5 separate regions of the Mus musculus genome follow, and all the other regions are linked to region 1. A link is a contact called in public Hi-C and HiChIP or PLAC-seq data. All regions are on one chromosome and are shown on one strand. Each heading gives the region's core, a stretch centred on a gene start, on an enhancer-like site or on the middle of the called end of the contact. The rest is flanking DNA. Distances are from core to core; before and after follow the strand shown.

Region 1 (2,536 bases), core at 25-2,524:
ATGGAAGGCTGCGGCGGGTGCCAGTTTTACAGTATTCCAGCAAGATGCCTCTGACTGCCATATGGAAGGTAAACTGGAGGAGGGAGGATGAACGCAAGCATCAGAGGAGGCTGAAGCTCTGATCCAGGCACAGGAAATGCAAGCAGCAACAGTGTCATTTAAAAGATCCCTTTGGGGCTGGGGTGTTGTGGCACACGCCTTTAATCCCAGCACTTGGGAGGCAGAGTTAGGCGAATTTCTGAGTTCAAGGCCAGCCTGGTCTACAGAGTGAGTTCCAGGACAGCCAGGGCTACACAGAGAAACCCTGTCTCGGAAGAAAAAAAAAAATCCCTTTGGTGTGGTTGTTTGTATTCGGAACAGCGTCTCAGGTATCCCAGGCTGGCCTTGAACCTGAAATTCTGATACTGTTGCCTCCACCTATCAAGCCTTCAAATTACTGAGGTGCACCTTTCAGCCTGATTTATATAGTGCTGGAATTGGAACTCAAGCCTGGAGCACTCTAGACAAGTACTCTACCAACTGAGCTACATCCATGACCCTTTAAAAGGTTTTTTCTAGGACTTGACATGATGATGCAAAGCTTTAATCCCAACACTTGGGAGGTACAGGCAGCTGGGTCTTTGAATTCAAGGCCAGCCTGGTTTATATAGCAAGTTCCAGGCTAGCCAGGGTTGCATAATTAAATCCTATCTCAAAATAAAAAAATAAAATAAATTAATAAGGATGCTGTTGGGCTCGGAACAAACATGGTACAATTGAGACTTGTCAAGACTTGAAGATCGGGATGCCTTGTTAATAATTCAAAAAGAGCCTTGATTTGCAACGTTCAAGTTTTATTTTGTTTGCTTGAGAAACTACCCATTTTCCAAAAGGGTTACTGAGGAGACAAGAGATAAACTTGTTCAAGGTCACACGAGTAATTGGCAGCACCCAGCTCCAGAGCAAACTCCGGGTTGGGCAGGGTGCTGGTTTGAAAGCAGCCCCACCCGCCGGAGGCAACGCAACCCAATCACCAACCCTAAAGGAAGCCGGGATCTCCAAGAAACTTTTGCAGCCTCGCAACTTTGGGAGTAGGCGCCCTCCCGGCCTGCCCCCATCCACAAGGCCCCTTCTCTCCTTTCTGATTGGCTACTTCTACAAGTACAAGTACGGTCTGGATACCCTCTGGTCACCTTGTCCTCCCGGCGCTCTGGGGGCGGGGGCGGGGGGGGGGGGAAGTTGGGGGGGACGCCGCGCAGGCGCGTCAGGAGTGCCTTTGGGGCCCGCGCTTTACGACACTTGTGCGGCAGCGGCGGCGGTCACTCGGCACTCCTTCGCGACGGTTCGGCCTGGTGCCGCGAGCGGCCGTTGCCAGGGTGGGGGTCGCTTTGCGGCATGGCGATGGCGGAGGGCGAGCGGACTGAGTGTGCTGAGACCCCCCGGGACGAACCCCCGGCCGATGGCACTCTGAAGCGGGCAGAGGAGCTCAAGACACAGGCCAACGACTACTTCAAAGGTGCGCCCGGCCCGGACGGGGTGAGGGAGGGTGGACAGCGGCCCAGGCTGTGGGGGTGCCAGGCCCGGCGGGGAACCATGGCAACGCGGAGCGGCAGCCTGGGCGCCGGGCAAGCACTACAGAGTAGCCAGGCGCGAGGAGGAGGCTCAGGCTGGACGACAGACTGGGGAGAGCTGCTGAGAAGTGGATACCAAGCAGAAGCCACTCACTGGGGAGACTGAGGCAGGCGCTGCTACACGATAGGGGAAAAGCAGGGGGCCGACATGTGAGTGCTACCAAATGTGAGACCTGGACAGAGGTGCTAAATGGTGGTCAGACCTGAAGAGGGCGCTACCAAATAGTGACATGTGTTTAGGGCAGTGATGGCGCTGCCGAGTGGGGAGGCCTGAGATGAGTATGACCGAGAAGAGAAGGCCCAATAGAGAAGGGAATTATGGGGATGGAGGTAGATAATTATATTGGAAGGCGATTTGGGGTGATCCAAGGAAACGAGTAGGGTGGAGAGGTGGAGCAGGAACGAATAGGGTGATCTTGGGCTAAGAGTGCCATGTGGGAGGACATGTCTCCGTTCATTCATTCTTTCAGTACACTTGTATTAAATAAGTGTCATGTGCTACACGGCCTGTGCTTGGCTCTGAGGCTGCAGCGATGAATGCAACACATGACTCGGATTTAAGCAGAACCAATCATTGCAAACTTGTGATGATCACTTTGGGTCAAGGTGACAACACAGGAAATACAGCTTAGAGTCTGCTTTCGATGGTGAGGTCGGGAGTGCCTGGAGAAAGAGGCTTTTTGAGGCGAATTGACAAGGAGTTTTACACGTGGGTCCTGACCACTGAGTTTGTGTGAAGACCCTGGGGTGGAGAGTGATTGAAAACAGACTGGCTTGGCTGGAGTTTGAGGAAACTGGGGGTACGAGGGGAAGACTGATACAAGAGAAGATTAAGATAAGGGGACAGAGCATGCAAAATCTGAATTCGTCACAAAGATGAGTTTTGGGTTTCCTTCGCTGTCCGAAAAGGGACATTGAGTGGGTAG
Region 2 (2,536 bases), core at 13-2,512, 2.7 Mb before region 1:
CACAATTGCTTCCTGTGACAGGGAATGCTAAAACAGCTTTGAGAGCCCTGCCAAAACCTACAACATAAGCCTTTCCACTAGGACTGATGGGTAAAACCTTGGCTCACAGGGCAGCTCAACGCTGGTCACCCTCAGACTGGCCAGAGACTGGAGGGGGAGGACCCTCTCTCAGCATGACCCACAATTATACCACCCCCCATCCATAGCAGTATCCCAGGCTAGTTTCTACCCTCTGAACAGAGGCAGAACCCTCCTTCTCCAGCCCCCATCCAGCATTCTTGGGATTTTGTTCCACACTGCCTCGGCGTGTGAGGATCCTGGAGTAGACTGATCTGTGACCCCTTACTTTGACCTGTGACCCTCTCTTCCATCCCGCGGTCCTAGCAGCCTGCTCTTTCCCTCAGCCACTCACCTGCCGACGCGCCAGCCCACTTCTCCTCCCCTCCCCCCAAGGTGGGGAAGGAATGGCGGGCAGAGAAGGAAGGCGGAAGGGGGGTGACATTCCTTGGATTCCCTGGATGGGGGGAAGTGAAGGAGTCAAGGAGAGCAGAGCAGAGCAGAGGGAGGGGCACCCCATCCCCACCTCATCACCAAAGAGGCCGACCAGGACTGGGAATTGAAAACCCATTAGAGAAAAGATTGACCTGACCAGTTCCAGGCCACTGCTCAGTCAGAGGAGGGGCGCTTCCCAGCAAGGTGGCTGCCTCTAAGGGGAGGGCATCCTAGGGCACTCAGGGAAGAGCCGGTCATGCAGGAGAGACTACAAAGAGAGACCAGCACAGGCAACTAATCACATCAGGGACCGCTGGTCAAAACCGACAGTTCACAAACCAGGGCGATGGCTCACCCTTGTAATCCCAGTACTTGGGAAACTGAGGCAGAAGGCCAGCCTGAGCTACAGTGGGCCACCGACTCCAAAAAGAAAATAAACTAGGAAAAAGATTCACCTGCAGTCGAGGGCCACATGCCACCTTGGGCATGCGTGTCAAGACCCCGCAGGTGGCCAGGAAGGAAGGGAACGAGTATCTGCGCGCTTTCCCTTAGATTCCAGCTCGAGGCTTGACTGGAGGGTCGGTCCCCACGGCTGAGGAGGAGAGCCGCAGGCGTGGGTTGGATGGAGCAGCGCGCGGCGGTGCTAGCGGGTCCCCGCGCGCGCGAGGGTGGGAGGTCCTCTCAGGGCAGTGGGAGGTCTTGGCCCTGCGCCCAGCTTGGGGATGGGGTGGGCGTGGTCAGGGGCGTGGTCAGGGGCCTGGCCTCCGCTGCCAGCTTCAGGGCGGCGGAGAGCCTCGCCCGGGCTCAGTCACTGCCGCCACTGCAGGGAACATGGAACCCCCTGACGCCCGCGCAGGGCTGCTGTGGCTCACCTTCCTGCTGTCGGGCTACTCAGGTATGACTTGGGGCTGAGGGCAGAGCTGAAACTTGAGGTTGGGGCTTGTGGGGCAGGCCCCTGGAGTCCCCGAGAAGACAAGGGGAACAAGCTTCCATTTCCCCAGGGATCACAATCTAGGGATTCCCCAGTAGGGAGGAAGGCGGGAGGCCTTGGGGTGCACCCGATCTGAGAGCTAAGGATACCCTAGCTCTGGAGCAAACACATCTGAGACAGCTGTCCCTCCCCAGCTCTTTGGGAATCCTGGAGTCTAAGCCCTGCGACCCCTAATAACCTTGAGTACCTGGAATCTGGGATCTGTAGCCCCTAGTCCCTTAGACTGGAGTCCAGCCCCTCCCCTCCCCCATAGTCAAAATAGGTTCTGCTAAGATACTGAAGATTAGCATCCCGGAGCTGTTCTCTAAGTGATTAAGCTCAGAGTTTCCTCAGAGAAACGGGGGACCCTGCGGTTAAAGCACTTTCTAGAATGTTAGGGTTTCCCCAAAATTCAGAGTTTAGGCTGCCTCTAAAGGACCCGCCTCTCTCTGAAAGGGCCGGAAGAACCGAGCCTGACAGAGAAGGTGGAACAGTGTTTTCCGACTGACAGGGCCCCTTTCCTGAGGGCCCCGATAAATCCACACACCTGCATGTGGTGAAGTGGGGAGGAGAAACAGGGGCGGGGGGACACTGGGGACAGGGTGAAGAGAGATCAGGGAAGACAGGATATCTGGCTGCTTGGCTGCTCACAACCAGTCCAGAGCACCAGCTTGGCCCCCAACCAGCTCCCCTGGGACAGGCTGGGCCCAGAGGTGGGTGCCTGAGAACCAAGGCTCCTGGCACAAACGTGATATAGAGTGGGAACCCAGGAGTAGTCTGTGCCAGGTTAGGCGGGAAAGGAATGATGCCAGCCCAGAGGGTAGATTCTCAGCAAGAACCGTGCTACCTGCCAGACCCTGACAGGAATCCAAGACCCAAGTTCTCAGGTCCCTAGGACTCAGAGATCCGTGTTTCCCACATGCAGCCTGCTATACCTCGGGCAGCTAGTTGTCTAAACTTCCAGTCCTTTCTCCCTCAGGACCCAGCCTCACCTCTGCCCAGGTGACTCACCTCACCCTTTTCAAGCTTCTCTGGTAAAGAGATGGGGGGGGGGTGTTGTCAAGGGGCGGGTAG
Region 3 (2,536 bases), core at 20-2,519, 2.3 Mb before region 1:
TCATTTTTCTTCTTCCACCGTGAGTCCCAGGGATGGGACTCAGGTTGTCAGGTATGTGTAGCAAGCTCCTTTACCTGTGAACCATCTTGCTGGGGCTGATACCTGCTGATTGCTAAACACATGCCACCGATTATATTAATGCACTAGTATTTTATTTATTTATTTTTCGAGACAGGGTTTCTCTGTGTAGCCCTGGCTGTCCTGGAACTCACTCTGTAGAACAAGCTGGTTTCGAACTCACAGAGATCTCCCTGCTTCTGCTGGGATTAAAGATGTGTGCTGCTGCCGCAGCTGCCACCACCACCAGACACCACCAATTATTATTGTTCAATTATTATTGTATACACACTTTCTTTTCTGTCTCCTGAGCTAAGTGGGAAGGAGAGGCTTCCAACACCATCAAGCCTGAAGAACTCACCGGGTGTGGGTTCCTACCTGCTCCAATTCTGCAGGTCCCCCAGATTCAGGGACCCGGAAAAGCCACCTATCCTTTGCTTAGCTATGAGTACTGAAGTTTTAGATCAGGGAGGGAGCACATTTTCCAAGCTCACCGAGTCACACAGAATCCGTGACAAAGCTAGTGGGGAGGGGACTGCATCCTTACCCATCCCTACACCTGGAGATATCACAGACTCTCCAATTCCTCCTGAGCCTCAGTTTCCCCACCTAGACTGATTATACCCCTCTCGCCAGAATCTGCACTGGGGACCTTGCTCTTTTTCACCAGCAGGGGCGCTGCACCGGTTTGGGGAGGGTGGGGTCCCAGGGGTATAAGCAGACCTGGGATCTGGAGTTGCACCTTCTCCAACCCGGGTCAGCAGGGGCCTTCTGAGGGAGTTTAGGCGCCTGTCAATCTCAGCCTCCGGGACAGCGTGGAACTGCGCAGGCGCGGGCGGGTTCCGCACAGCGCAACAGCGGGCGCGCGCAGGAGCGAGGGATTCCCTCTGACGTAATTGCTAGGATACCAAACAAACACTGGGCCGCGCTGGCCGAGCTCCTTATATGGCTAATTGCGTCACAGGAACTCCGGGGAGGGCGGGGCGGGATCCCCTCCCGCGAAGCCCCTCAGAACGCAGCCTTGGGGACCCCCGAGACCCCCAGGGTCACACTATGGGCAGGTGGCAGGTGCACGAGGCCCTGGAGGGCGCCACAAGGAGCTCAGTCGGCGGGAAGGGAGAGTTTGGGAGGTTTGTGCATGGAGTTGCGGGTGACGCAAGCGCGGGGGCGGGTCCCGGAGGCATAAATTCAGCCCGGCAGCTCCCGGTTTCATTCATAAGACTGGAGCGGCTACGCCGGGGACACGCGGAGCCGGGGCTTGCTGGACTTGACTACTGGTGACTCTTTCTTTTTCTTCTTCTTGGAGGCCGTGAAAAATTTATATATATATATTTATATATATTTTTAAACTGGAGAGAAAGTTTTGTGGGTTTCCTTTTTGCAAGACTCTTTCTAGATCGTTCTTCCGATTCGTCCGGAGGATAGACTTTCTTTCTGTGGGCTTCTGGATCGCGCCCCTCTGCTCTCCCTCATTTCTTGGGACGCTTCGACAGGATTGGAACTGCATCTGAAGCGCACGCTGCACCGCGGCACTGCCCGGCGGGTTTCTGGGCGGGGAGCGATCCCCGCGTCGCCCCCCGTGAAACCGACAGAGCCTGGACTTTCAGGAGGTACAGCGGCGGTCTGAAGGGGATCTGGGATCTTGCAGAGGGAACTTGCATCGAAACTTGGGCAGTTCTCCGAACCGGAGACTAAGCTTCCCCGAGCAGCGCACTTTGGAGACGTGTCCGGTCTACTCCGGACTCGCATCTCATTCCACTCGGCCATAGCCTTGGCTTCCCGGCGACCTCAGCGTGGTCACAGGGGCCCCCCTGTGCCCAGGGAAATGTTTCAAGCTTTTCCCGGAGACTACGACTCCGGCTCCCGGTGTAGCTCATCACCCTCCGCCGAGTCTCAGTACCTGTCTTCGGTGGACTCCTTCGGCAGTCCACCCACCGCCGCCGCCTCCCAGGTAAGTTTTAGATCGTAAAGATTCTACTTTAGTGGTTGGGGGGGGGGGTGTTTCTTTCAGGCTAAAGTGTAGATTGAGCATCCTCTCAAATAGAGACGCGCCAAAACCCAGGATCTGGGATTGCAATAGTTCGGTTTGCACTTTGGTTTTTTGTTGTTTGCAAACTGCAAAGAATGGAGTGATGTTTGCAAAAGGTTATTTGCGCGGAGCGCGGGAAAGGAATGCAGCTGGGCAAACGTTGGCGATGCCCGGTGCAAAGTATATACCCGGTGGTTAGCAGAAGCTGAGAACTTTTAGCCGAAAGCCGGCTCCCTAAGCCGAAGCTAGGCAAGTAGGGGAAGAAAAAGAAACAAAAAATTCCAGAGAAGCTTCCAGGAGCCTCCTCCTCTTCCCTCTTCCTTCAAAACGCGGACTGCAAGTCCGCAGTCACCCTCCACCCAGCAAGAGTTAGGGCCTCGAACCCCGGTCACGCTGCCTCCGCCTCCTGCGCGGAGACGTAACGGGGGACCCGTGCGTAAAGGCTGACGC
Region 4 (2,536 bases), core at 11-2,510, 2.1 Mb before region 1:
TGGGCTGGAGGGGGCGTGGGGGTGGGTGTAAGTAATGGTTACCGAGGGGCCAGGTTGCAGAGGCCCCAAAAGCGGGTCCCTACCCTGGGTGCCTTAGACAAAGGCCCCTTTCCCTTCCTTACTACCGCTCCTCCAGGGATACCTCACTTTTCTCACTGCCCGTCCCGCCCCCGCCCCCCCCCCCATTCCTGGCACTGCGTTCCCAGCTTAGAAGTAGCTGGAACAACCTCTGCCCCTGAGGCAGTGATGCCCAGAGAACCCAGGGTGTGCCTGGTCTCTCCACGCTCAGCCTATGCACTCGCCGACGCCACCGAAGAGGGATGTGAAGGGTCACTTGCGCAGACTCCAGCGGCCACCGAGGAAGGAGGGTCGGTTCCCCCCTCACCTTTTGCAAGGCGCTCCACCGCCGGTCCCAGTGCGGTCGCGCTGTCGCCGGTTCTTGAACCAGTTGCTGACCTGTGTAAGCGAGAGGCCGGTGAGCGTGGCCAGGCGGCGCTTCTCGTCAGGCGTGGGATAGCGGTTGCCGCGGTAGCAGGCCTTGAGCGCCGCTCGCGAGCGCTCCTTGAAGCAATAGACGGTCTCCTCGCCATCCCAGATGGTCTTGGGCAGAGGGAACTTCTTGCGCAGCCGGTATTTGTCCACAGCGCCCAGCGCACGGCCACGGGCCCGCTCGGCCTCGTGGTAGCGCGCGCGCAGGTAGAGGTCCTGCAGGAAGGCGTGGTGGGCGGCGGGGAAAGGGCGGCTCTCGAGAAGTTGGTAGAGCTCGGCGTATTCACCCCGCTGGAAGGCCACTAGGGCCCGCGCGCGCAGCACCGGATCGCTGCCACGTAGGCGCTCGGCCGGGGGCAGCGCGCCCAGGAAGCGGCTCAAGCGGCCGGCGTGGCCCGCCTGCAGCAGCGCCTCGCACACGCATGCCACCTGTTCGGGCGAGAAGCGAAGGCCAGTGGGCACCTCGGTCACGGTCTCCCGGGGAGACCCCGGGCCACTCGGGGACCCAGAGTCCGCCGCCGCCGCCGCATCTCCCGCCCCGGCCGCCGCCGCCTCCCCCTCGGCTGCCTGCAGAGTCTGCAGAAGCTGGCGCGCTTCCTCCTCCTGCTCCTCGGTCGCCGCCGCCGCCTCCCCCCGAGCCGCGGGCCCCGCGCTCGGCTCCGCAGGCGAGGTAGCCATGTTTGGCAACTTTGGAAAGTTCCTCCCTCCTTTGCCGCCTCCCGCGGGCTTCCCCAGCCCCCTCCTCCGCCCAGTCCTCCTCGCCGCCCCCCCCCCCGGTCCCCTTGCAGTCTTCTGGCCCCCTCCCAAAGACTAGACCCAGCTCTGCACTCGGGTCTGTCCTTGTCCCTGTGTGTCCGCCCCCCTCCCGGGCTGTCAGGATTCTTTGTTTTCCCTCCGTCTCTGGCCGCGCTTTTGGCCTTCCCCCCTTGTGTGCCTCTGACTCAGGGCCTCAGTTTCCCTATCAGAGCAACGGAGAAGGTAATGGGCCGTCCGGAGGGTTAAGGGCGCGAAGCCGCTCCCATCTCCCGGGTCCCTTGAAGGGCCCCCTCCCTTCCCATCTCCGCGCCGTGCTCCGCCCCTCGGAATTCCCGGCCCCGCGGGTAGGCGGTGGATCTAGCTGGGAGGAGGGGCGGGGAATCGCGCTAGAAAGTTTGCAGCAACTTTTCTGGAGTGTCGGTCCAAAAAGCGGATGCGCGTGGCTTGCGCAGGCGCAGTGGGAAGATGGTGTGCCCGCTGCTGGCCCAACCCCCTACTTTTTTCCAAACTTGAGTGGCACAGCTGGGTCACAGCTGGGGGGGAGGGTGGGGGGCGGTGGTGTCTCTGGTGGCTTGTTGCTTCTCTCCTACTGGCTGGATGCCTAAGCCCCACCCTTCAACCTGATTCGTGCGCTTTGCCTCCCCTCTAGCTCCCACTCAAGCCATTGGTTGTCTCTATTGGACTCTCCATTGGCCTGCGGGGCGGTTTCCTTTCCACAACAGAGATATTGCGCGGGATTTAGGGCAGACCAGAAGTATTTTATTCGCAAGGGTCGGGAGTGGAGGTCGTAGGTGGGGACAGACAATAAATACCGAGGAATGTCGAGTCTCAATGCATCTAAAACGTGGGTCCCGGAGTCTGTCAGTGAGTCAGATAACAAGATCAATAAATACCCACACTGCTTTGGGGGAGGGGGGAGTGCAGCTGTGGCTCCGTTGTTAGAGTGCAGACGTGTACACGGGGAAGGAGTTGCAGCAACCCCCAGGAGTGAGGCTGTCCGAAGCCAAAGACTCCGTGTGTGCTGGCAGAGGTCTTGCTGATCCATCACTATGGGAATGGGATGTCCCTGGAAATAGGGGGCTCATGCTTATGGCTTGTAACTGATGGCTGGGAGAGTGAAAAAGTGAAATCGGATGAGCTGAGCAGTTTGCCCATCCACGTCGGGGCTGAGTAAAGCAAGGTCGGCGAATGCCCAGCTGCTGCAGCAGCGGTGGCTACCAGCTCTGCAGGAACCAGGGGTGCTGGGCACGAGCCCTGTTCCTCCCTCCCCGGCCGCCAGGTGGCAGGCCTG
Region 5 (2,536 bases), core at 22-2,521, 2.0 Mb before region 1:
CTGCCATGAGGCCAGAGGATCCTCCTACCTCGGCAGCCTTGACATGGGATCCTGGGATCCATCGCCAAAGCCTCATTTCCTTCAGCCTGGAGCCCCTAAACTCCAGGACATCTGCTGTGGTTCAGCCAGCCATCAGTCACTACAGTCCCTCATTATCACCACTGGATTCTCCGGATCCCCATCTCTCTGTCTCCCCCACTTCCTCACGTCACCCCTCTTCTAGGATTGCTTTACAGATATCTGTCACACCTGGGGATGTCCCCTGCCAGGAACCCCCATCAATTCAGAGCTCCCATCATTTTGCCAAACCCCCTTCATTTCTTCCAAAGCCATTAGACACCATATTCTTTAGGAGCTCCTTCACCTGTTGCTTTGCTCGTCGACCCCTAAGCCACACCTCGGCTCCTTACAAATCCCGTCAGCCCTGGGTATGGCAAGTCTTAAGACTCCCTCCAACAGGCCCAGAAGGCAGGATGCATTTCTCCGTTCTCCATCCCCTGGGCCTGTATCCTCTTAGGATTCCCCAAAGCCCACAGAATATCTGTCACCTCCGTGACCCCCCTCCCCCATTTCCTCCCAGAAGCGCCATCACGTCCTGAACACTCACCACCGGAGAGAACCTCCCCACGCAAAGATTCCCCTGCAACCTCTCAGGACTCCATTAGCTCCAGGATCCAGGCTCCCCTGGGATGCCCAACCTCGGGGCCTTCTGTCACTCTGGGACCCCAGCGCTCTCGGCACCGGAGTCCCCAGCAAGCAGAGCACTCACCCGCTGGCTCCCGCTGCGGCAGCAGCCGGGGTAGAAATAAAGCTCCCGGCCCAGGTTGAAGCAGACGCGGTCTCCTCCCGCGCCCAGTCCGGAGGGCGTGGAGGGCGGCTCCCCAGCGCCATCCGGGTCGCCTAGGCGCACCAGGCTGAGGCGGACGGCGGGCAGCGCGGGCCCGGGCCCGGGGCCGGCGGGCGGCGGGGACGACGCGGGACCCGCGGCGCCGGGCCCGGAGGCTGCGGCGGGCCCGGGCGGGGGCTGAGTGGGCTGAGGCGGCGCCGGGGTCTGAGCGGAGGTCGGGCCCGACCTGCGCGTCGCGTCGCCGGGGAGCAGCTTGTAGAAGCCCTCGCGGGTGCGAAACTGCGACTTGATCTCCGCGCAGTCGCCCATGGCGGCGCTGGGGCCCGGGCCGCCCTCCGCGCCGCCCGCCGCCATCTTGGCCGCCCCCCGGGCCGCACCGCAGCCCGACCGCCCACCGCCAGACCCCCCAGCCGGAAGTTGAGGGGCTAGCACCGGAAGGGGTAGGGTCGTCGTCCGGGTGACGCCTCTACGATTGGCACCCAGAGCCGGAGGCGGGAGAAGCCGAGACAGTTGCTGAGGTAACGGTTCTGGGGCTGTGGGCGGAGGCAATATGTGGGTGTGGTCAACGCGACAGACCCTCGCGTTTGGTTGGCTACGAGGTGTGACTGTTGGGAACGCCCCTAGACCCTAACAACAGCGCCCTGGGAACCGTTTGCCCAGCAACGGAGAAGCCTCAAAGCCTATTCAGAAGCCTCGTGTTGTTACAGCTGACTCCGGGCGATTCTTGGTTTTGTTTTTTAAATAATAAAAAAAAAATGCATTTATTTTTGCGTGTATTTGTGCGTGAACGAGCATGTAGAGGTCAGAGGGAGCCAAGTGCCTTCCTCCATGTGGATCCTAAAGATGGAGCTTAGGTCTTCAAGCTACCTACCTGGCAGCAAGTGCCATTACCCGCCGATCCATCTCACTGACCTTTGGTCTCATACTTGTAGCCCAGGCAGTTTTCAAACTTGACCCAACATCTGGAGTCTCAGGCCTGAGACACCACGCCCAGCTCTTCCCTTCCTCGCTGACCACCTGTGGTCCCCTGCTGCTGTCAGAGTGAAGTGTAGCCATCTGTCGCCTATCTGACCTTGTCTACCTTTTTTGGTTTCGGTTTGGTGATGATGGTTGTTACCTTGTCAATTTGAGGCTACCTAGAATCGCAATGAGGGACAGTCTACTTGGGGTTGGCCTGTAGACCAGTCTGAGGGAGATTGCCTTAATTGATACAGGAAGACTCAGTCCATTGTGGGAGGTGCCATTCCCTAGTCAGGGAGTCCGGAACTGTGTAAGAGTGGAGACCCAGGCTGAGCACAAGAAAACAAGCACACATGCCCTTCTTCCTGCTCTATTCTGGAGACAGCCCTGCCTTGACTTCCCTGCTATGATGTACTGAGACCTGGAATTGCAAGCTGAAATAGCCCTTTCTCCCCTAAGCGGCCTTTTGTCAAGGTATTTTATGTTTTATCACATTGACAGAAGAAGATTGTGTTCTGTTTTGCTCCCCCCGCCCCCCTTGTGAGACAAGGTCTCTAGTTCAGGCTGACCTCCATCTTACCTTGTAGCTGAAAACAAACAAACAAAACAACAACAAAAATACCACAAACTCCAGATCTTCCTGACTCTATGTCTTCCAGGTTGGTACTACACCATGTGCATTGACGGGCTTGAACCCAGGATTTTGTGCATTGCTAGGCCAGCACGTGG

The links. Hi-C and Micro-C count contacts between places; a contact is called where the count stands out from the background. HiChIP or PLAC-seq counts read pairs in DNA pulled down with a chosen protein or histone mark.
Region 2: a contact with region 1 is called in an H3K4me3 HiChIP or PLAC-seq map of stem cell-derived neural progenitor cells, with 8 times the contacts expected there. The contact joins the promoter of Bcam here to the promoter of Ppp5c in region 1. A contact is called at or near these places in 2 of 39 promoter capture datasets (cranial neural crest and liver) and 1 of 115 datasets of contacts at active chromatin or transcription factors (stem cell-derived neural progenitor cells).
Region 3: an H3K27ac HiChIP or PLAC-seq map of large pre-B cells shows a contact between it and region 1, with 5 times the contacts expected there. The contact joins the promoter of Fosb here to the promoter of Ppp5c in region 1. A contact is called at or near these places in 2 of 115 datasets of contacts at active chromatin or transcription factors (astrocytes and large pre-B cells).
Region 4: a contact with region 1 is called in an H3K27ac HiChIP or PLAC-seq map of acute myeloid leukemia, with 7 times the contacts expected there. The contact joins the promoter of Six5 here to the promoter of Ppp5c in region 1. A contact is called at or near these places in 6 of 39 promoter capture datasets (the HPC-7 cell line, cranial neural crest, embryonic stem cells and 2 more), 7 of 115 datasets of contacts at active chromatin or transcription factors (acute myeloid leukemia, astrocytes, embryonic stem cells and 4 more) and 1 of 9 other capture datasets (embryonic stem cells).
Region 5: a contact with region 1 is called in a Hi-C map of B cells, with 8 read pairs. The contact joins the promoter of Dmwd here to the promoter of Ppp5c in region 1. A contact is called at or near these places in 6 of 39 promoter capture datasets (the HPC-7 cell line, cranial neural crest, embryonic stem cells and 2 more), 1 of 484 Hi-C or Micro-C datasets (B cells), 6 of 115 datasets of contacts at active chromatin or transcription factors (astrocytes, embryonic stem cells, epiblast stem cells and 2 more) and 1 of 9 other capture datasets (embryonic stem cells).

What each region holds. Positions count from the first base shown.
Region 1 is chr7:17,026,652-17,029,187 of GRCm38.p6, reverse strand. It overlaps Ppp5c (protein phosphatase 5, catalytic subunit), which reads left to right and starts at 1,274. Exons shown (of 13, transcript NM_011155.2): 1 at 1,274-1,495. The coding sequence starts at 1,375.
Region 2 is chr7:19,769,258-19,771,793 of GRCm38.p6, reverse strand. Bcam (basal cell adhesion molecule) reads left to right here and starts at 1,262. Exons shown (of 15, transcript NM_020486.2): 1 at 1,262-1,387. The coding sequence starts at 1,324.
Region 3 is chr7:19,308,778-19,311,313 of GRCm38.p6, reverse strand. Fosb (FBJ osteosarcoma oncogene B) reads left to right here and starts at 1,269. Exons shown (of 4, transcript NM_008036.2): 1 at 1,269-2,008. The coding sequence starts at 1,883.
Region 4 is chr7:19,093,268-19,095,803 of GRCm38.p6, reverse strand. Six5 (sine oculis-related homeobox 5) reads right to left here and starts at 1,260. Exons shown (of 3, transcript NM_011383.1): 1 at 386-1,260. The coding sequence starts at 1,167. It overlaps Dmpk (dystrophia myotonica-protein kinase), which reads right to left. Exons shown (of 15, transcript NM_001379257.1): 15 at 1,983-2,536.
Region 5 is chr7:19,074,935-19,077,470 of GRCm38.p6, reverse strand. It overlaps Dmwd (dystrophia myotonica-containing WD repeat motif), which reads right to left and starts at 1,271. Exons shown (of 5, transcript NM_010058.2): 1 at 770-1,271. The coding sequence starts at 1,201.